Linked DNA regions of Mus musculus: region 2 is linked to region 1. The links are chromatin contacts, called in public HiChIP or PLAC-seq maps. All regions are on one chromosome and are shown on one strand. Each heading gives the region's core, a stretch centred on a gene start, on an enhancer-like site or on the middle of the called end of the contact. The rest is flanking DNA. Distances are from core to core; before and after follow the strand shown. Region 1 holds the start of Cpvl (carboxypeptidase, vitellogenic-like). Region 2 overlaps 9130019P16Rik (RIKEN cDNA 9130019P16 gene).

The links. HiChIP or PLAC-seq counts read pairs in DNA pulled down with a chosen protein or histone mark.
Region 2: a FOXA1 HiChIP or PLAC-seq map of pancreatic cancer cells shows a contact between it and region 1. The contact joins the enhancer-like site here to the promoter of Cpvl in region 1. A contact is called at or near these places in 1 of 39 promoter capture datasets (cranial neural crest), 18 of 484 Hi-C or Micro-C datasets (the AML12 cell line, the HL-1 cell line, the N1E-115 cell line and 11 more), 1 of 115 datasets of contacts at active chromatin or transcription factors (pancreatic cancer cells) and 1 of 9 other capture datasets (embryonic stem cells).

Annotation. Positions count from the first base shown.
Region 1 is chr6:53,976,814-53,980,217 of GRCm38.p6, reverse strand. Cpvl (carboxypeptidase, vitellogenic-like) reads left to right here and starts at 1,545. Exons shown (of 13, transcript NM_001289713.1): 1 at 1,545-1,583. It overlaps 4921529L05Rik (RIKEN cDNA 4921529L05 gene), which reads right to left and starts at 1,527. Exons shown (of 4, transcript NR_110484.2): 1 at 1,423-1,527.
Region 2 is chr6:54,366,402-54,369,805 of GRCm38.p6, reverse strand. All of the region lies in intron 3 of 9130019P16Rik (RIKEN cDNA 9130019P16 gene), which reads left to right. Among named protein-coding and RNA genes, the nearest start is that of Prr15, 41 kb to the right of the region's middle. Within about 2 kb of position 1,520, at least 14 of the 459 cell types and tissues checked have an H3K27ac peak or open chromatin away from gene starts, as enhancers often do. A contact at or near this core is called in the HL-1 cell line, the N1E-115 cell line and pancreatic cancer cells, where this site is marked.

The DNA.
Region 1 (3,404 bases), core at 296-2,795:
CGTTCCTCTCCTGTCTCTTCTGCTGGCCACTTTGATGGGGATTGGACAGGGAGATGATTGTGAGCAGTGTCTAGCACACTTTCTAGATAAAGAGGCAGAGAACTCTATAGCAATGGGCTCTGGGGGAGAGAGACCTGGTTTGTGACATTGCCAATATCTATGGTACAGTACTGCTGACATAGCTGATGTCAAGCTCCCCAGAGCTATGGATCACACTTGGCAAATAATGCTCCGAAGGAAGCCCTCATACAGGCTGCCAACTGTTAAGTCTTGTCAAATCCTGGGGCAAATGGCTGAGGTGTCTAGTTACCATGTCAAACTGGACCTGGCCGTCAGGTTCTCTCAGCATTCCTCAGTCCCTGTTTCTTAGGAGGAATGGCTAGCCTAACCCATCTCCTACCCTAAGCCTCCAGTCCAGGGGCTTCCTTCCTCCAGCTGCCAATCATTTTGATTACCTGGTCCCCCCATTTGTTCTTTACTCTCATGGGTCTCCTGGCTGCTGCCCCTGGGTTCCCTTCTCCCTCTCCCTTCCCCTCCTCTTCTCCTTACGTGGCCCAGCTTAGTCTGGTCATGTCCACCCTAGACTCTCCCAGATGTCCCTGCCTCTGGCTATATGCTCCCTTTTATCTACAATAGATTTTCTCCTTCAGCATACCTGGGGCCAGTCATTTTATTTCTTTTTTTCATTTACCCACCAGACACAGTGGGTAAAAGTGTAGCATAACTCTAAACAGAAGTTAGCACTAAAATAACCAGGCACTGATAAGTTTGGGGGTTGTATTTTAAACTCGTTTTAAAATATAACTCATCCCATGGTAAGTTCTTGCATTTGGGTTTTTAAAAATAGTATCTGTGTTAAAGAACTGTCTTCCAGGGTTCCCACAGATGTAACTAGCAACTGTGTGTCACACTGAGTGAGACACAGAGAAGCCGCTATCTAACCAAGGTCCACTGATGTATTCTGGTGGCAAATCTTCCCCAGAAAGACCAACCTCTCCAGATTCTATCTCTCTCTGTCTGTGTATTGTTCAACAATAGATCACTGAGACAGGCTAGTCCATTGAGACCAGAGTCAGAATATCTGAAGGATATCTGAATGACTGGAGCAGTGGGAATCAGATGAGAACAGGAACCATAAATATATCCCGGCTTCGAGTCTCGGCCCCACTATTCAATGATGGAGTCCTCCTGATCAAGTTGGTTCAGTCGTGTTTTTGTTTGTTTGTTTGCTTTGTTTTTAACACTCTCAGACATCTAAATTAGATCATATGAACACTTAATGTCTTCTGTAGTTCTACCTTGGCTCCTTCTCATTTATATCCATCAATGGCACACACGTTTGCTTAGTAATGCTTACATGTGTATTTGTCATAGATGCTAAGCAGAACCAGATACAAATACTATAAGGATAACTGGACTCACCATCCTCACTTTTATCCCAAGCCTTCTAAGTTACCAAGGAAAACCCCACGTTGAGCCTCTGAAGTTCTGTGGCTGTAGGTCGGGATACATCCCAATAGAATTTTCGAGAAAAAAGAACAAACAGAACCTTATTCCTAGGAAACGCCAGAGGTCATAACCAGGTAGCTATGAGGAATAAGGAACAAGCCCCCTGCTTTTTGTTGTGGCTATCAGTTGCTTTGTTTTGTTTGAAGGAAAATCAAAATATCAGAAAAACTACTCTTTTGTATTTACAAGATTAATTGTTGTTGGAAACTTAGAATTTTATATGAAGTATAAAGCAAGGAGGAAATAACTATATCCGCTCCAGGGGTTTACTCTTGTTTACCCAAAGCTTTGTCATCTTTTCCACGTGCTTCCCTCAATCACTTTATTGAGTGGTAACTTATTAATCTGGCGTGCTGCTGCAGATGGGGTGTGTTGTGTTCTTATCCTAAAGGCCATGGAGTTGAAGAGCTTGGTTTAACATAATGTATGACACATGGGCTCCAATGGTAACTTAGTGGTGGTTTATTTAGTGGTGGTCGTTATCTGACACATACTGGTGAACAGCCTTGATGATTTACTACTTTGGCTGGAGCACAGCTCATGTTTGTGTTCCTGAACACCAAGAGGACTCTCTTCCTCAAACCTGTTGTTATGATGGTTTAGACTGGAGCTTTCTATGTGCCCTTCGTATTCATTCAAGTAGGAATGTGTGGTCAGTAGACATTTTTTTCCTTTGCTTCTCTCTCTCTCTCTCTCCCCCTCTTCTTACATCTGTGAGTCACAACTTCTCTGTAGTATAGGTTTATTCATTCAGAGAGAACTCAATGTTTAATAGATGAGAGATTTAGTCCAATTTCGGATCAGCAAAAGCAACACAGGTCTCTTTTTCCTTTTTCTTTTTTTTTAAGTCACACTCCTCCATTCATGCTAATGGCTTTCATTCCCCTTAGGAGAGATGACAGCTGAGCAGTTGTGGAATTCTGTTAAATGAGAACTGTGAAATGAAGTATACTGTTGCCTTAATTCATTGACGTGGAGCACCGTGACTTTAGTAGTTACTTGATTAAATGTTAATGAACTCTGCTAAATTGACCTAATTCTTACTTTTGTGTACTAAATTTATGTCAATTAAAGCAAGCTTGCTTCCACCATTTTTTTTAAAAACATTGTTGAGTGAAGCTCTGCTCTCTGAGGCAGTGTTGTGACTATAGTGGTTGCTTAAATATTAATGGTGCCATTAAGGGGGCTGGAGGTTTGCTGCTGGAAGACAGGGAAACTAGACAGCAGGGTGGTTTCTTGTGTCTACTCAGGGGACCCTCTTCCTGGAAGAGTATTTTCTATTATTATTTTTTTAACACTATGCTTTTTTTATTTTCTGAATCAGTAGAATTGTTGATTTCAGCCATTCTTTGAAGATAGCTATGCTATTAAAGCCTTGGTGTAACAAATTCACATAATTAAAAACAATATCTTAACAATGCCATAGTGGCCATTACCCTTGGGCCTCTTGAGAACTTAATTTCAATTTCTAAAATCATTTGCTTCTTTATTATAGTCAATAACAGGCAAAATCATTTTTAGCTGTGTACTGTATTTGAGTGGGTTTATTTACATTAAGCATGAGAATTCTATTAAGTTAATCCTGAGAGATATGACAAGGGTCATATATTCAATCAAATTATGATTATAAACCCTTACCTCAATGGGAAAATGTTGCTGAGAACCCTTTTAAATTTTCCACAACCAGTATTTTGTATTATGCTAAGTTGGATTGTGTTAAACATGTGGTAAATAGATTTGTACACATTTTGCATTTTTAAAATGTTCTAATGGTTTGACATTTTGAAGCACAGAAAATCAAAAGCAGGCATTGTGTTTGCATAATTGTATATTTCCCTTTATAATCAGAAACCTGAGTGAATGGGGTATTTATTCACTGAACAATATTTTGTTTA
Region 2 (3,404 bases), core at 271-2,770, 390 kb before region 1:
TTTCCGTGCCCTCATTTGGAGTCTCACTAGAGTTACTTGGCAGCTTCCCAGTCATTGTTGACCCACAGACCCAGGGGCCCAAAAGACAACTACATTTTTGATCTTTTGTCTCTGTCTATGTGTCTCTCTGTCTCTCTCGGTGTCTCTGTCTCTCTCGGTGTGTCTTTGTCTCTCTCTGTCTCTCTGTCTCTCTGTGTGTGTGTCTGTTTCTCCCTCTCTCATACCCTAAAAACTTCAGCAGAAGAAGGGTGGCATTATGTGTCCAGCAGTTAACCAAGACTCATTTCCTCAGGAGTCCAGGGAAAGGAACGCAGCTAGTAATCTCTGTTTTCAATATTGTAGAGCAAGGTGACCGTCCTCTTCATTCAAGTAAGGAGTTCCCAACAACTTGAACCCCACCAAATCCACCTATACAAACCATTTCCCATGGCCAGTGGTGACTTTAAGTGGAGTGAAGATGTAGGCCTTGTCCTCCATGCCAGTCTAACAAAGGCCCAACCTAGCAAATGCCTCTCACTGCACAATGGGAGAGCAGATGTTTGTAATACGGGCTGGGGTCCTGGCAGGGCTGCTGGGCTGCAGGATGAAAGAGCCATTTCTGCTGCTGCTCCTTCTTCCAGGACAAGGCAGATGTCCTCACCTCAGGGGCCTAGAAGACTTTTGCACTCAGTCACAAAATGCAGGTCCCCAGGACGCCCGATGGTGACTAGAGGATTTTAGTAAGCATTCGTCACTGCTTGCCACACCCAGGCCAGCCTCGGCCCACCGGGTTGGTATTTGCTCCAGAGGCCACAAGACTGTATGAAGGGCCAGTTTTGCTGTCGTGGGTTTATGTGAGGCAGATCTGCTGTTTCAGTTTGACGAATTTCAATGACACATCATCAGAAGCAGTGAATGTTGTTTTGACTAGTCGTTTCATGGTGAACAGTGACATTTGGTTGAATTTATTCATCTCAGAATGCACTGGCTCTTCTTGCAGGTGAATATTTCTTTCACCATTGATGAAAAAACAAAGCTGAAAATGGTTCTTGGGCTCAGAAATATCAACACAGTCCCCTCTTGTAAAAACAAAGATGTGGAGGGGTACTGTCCTTGTTATGTATTAGACTGGAGATTATAGATTCAGTTTATGGGAACAGGGAGCCGGCTATCTATTAAAATGTGTCCAAATGTAAAAATGTGAAGTAATCGTCTATTGTTCTGGATACTCTGGTATTTACTCAAATCTTTGAGAGTAGCTGTTATTCGTGCAGAATTCTAACTTCCTAATCAGATAAGCTGCCGCTGTCCTTGGCTCCCATAATGTGTGCTGTGCAAGGAGTCTATCTTTGCAGCCAGATGATCTAAGTTCTCAGTTGTAACTCATCCTTCAGCTCCCACTCTGAGAGATTTATACACGTGCTGATTAAATAATACAATACTACAATGAGAAAGCGCCTCACAGGGCACAGTACCTGCTCTGGGAGAACTAGCGTCTGGCCCCGTGCTGAGGTGGTCTTACTCCAGCTTGCCACTAGGTGGTGTGTGTTCAGTAAGTTCATCATCCACTAAACTTCCAGGCATCAGCAATTTACTTTATCTCACCGCTCTCCCAAGTGTGCTGCACTAACTGCCTTCTGTTGAGTGTTCCTGGTAGTAAGTTAAGCCCAGGATTTTGAGATAAGTGATGGAGATTCCCATTGCTCTACTGACACAGCATACATTCTATCCAGACCTGCACAACGAGGAATACAGAAAGAAAGAGCAGTAATGAGGAAGGAGACAGGGAGGGAGGGAGGGAGGGAGGGAGCCTATGTAGGCTGAAGACCTGTGAGATCCAGGACAAAGCGCATGCCCAGTAACTGTTTTCCCCATCTAAGATACCCTCACTTCCCCTGCATTGCAGAGCTCAGCTAAGTGAGTGGCTGCTCCTGGGACACTGACAGGTCTGTTGAGCAGGTCAGGGTATTCTGCTGTGCGGATTTTCACTCTAATCATTCAGAGTGAGAAACCACTCATGAAACATGGGAACTCTCTCCCTCTCGCTCTCCCTCCCTCCCTATGGCCCTGTCTCCCTTCTGCTCTCCTTCTCTCTACCACCACCACCATCATCATCACCACTGGTGGTGTTGGTAGTGTGTGTGTGTGTGTGTGTGTGTGTGTGTGTACATGTCACAAAACTGAATTAGAGGTTACAGGACAACTATGTGGAGTCGCTTCTCTTCCACTATCCCATGAGTTCTGAGGCTGGTTTATAAAGGAAACCTCTCACCCACAGAGATCTCCCCCACTCCCAGATTGTAGAAAATTATAAAGCTTGAAGTAATTCAAGACAGGGCTATGTCTGGAAGGATGCAAACCAGAATTGTAGTTTCCTGTTGGGAGGTGAAAGGAGGGGAGCACCCTGTATTGGACAAGCTCCCCCAAATACCCATGAAGCTGCTTCTCAAAACTATGGAGGGAAGAAAAGATGAGCTGGGATATGCTTCGGGGCCTCTGCATCCTGCATCCCATCCACTCTATGATCCACATTGAGGTCCACAGGGAAGAAAGGTGGTTCCCATTTAAGCCATGCACACTCCTGCCTTTTCTATCCACAGAGTTCTTTCCCTAGGGTTGGGGCTGGGAAAGAGAAACATGGGGGAGGGGAGTTAGCATCTATGGCATGGGAAACAGAAGACAAAGGTGGAAGCAGAGCAGGGTTTCTACAAGCTTGCCACATGGAAAACGGCCTTAACTCAGCTCAGAAAAGGAAGCAGGAGTCTGCTGGGGGCTGGAGGCCATGTCCTGGGCCAGTGTGTGAACAGTCAGAGTGCCTCTCTGCTTCATCTAAGCATGGCCGGTGTCACTGCAGCACATGCTCATCTGTCACCAGACTGCAGAATGTCAACAGCAAATTTAATGTTTCTTATGGCACTGGAGTGCAGCAGTGTGTCTTGGTAGCCTTGGGGACATAGCAAATCTCTCCAAATCTCGGGTCTCCCATCTGTTAGGTGGGGCCCAGTTACGAACGTGGCTCAGAAAGTATGAGTAAGATAACATAAAAGGGTCTAGTCCAGTGCCTGGCACAGACATGTAGCATAACTGTGAGAGATAGGCTCGGCTTCACCTCTCCCTCAACCTCTGTGAAGTCAGCTTCAGAGACTATATCATAGCTTCAGAGACTATATCAGTCATTTTGTATAGTTCTGGGGCTGTTGTTTGGTTGGTTTACAGGTCAACTTCCTACTGTTTTTGAATTTGTAAAGCAGAGATGAGGAATTTAACAGCACAAAGAAAAGCCAACTGAAGGAGCTGGTTGCTCTTCCAGAGGGGCCTGCTTCAATTCTCAGCACTCACATGGTGGCTCGGAGCTGTCTGTAACTCCAGTTTCGGGGATCCAGTGCCCCCTTTTGACCTCTGTAAGCACTAGGCACCCATGTGGT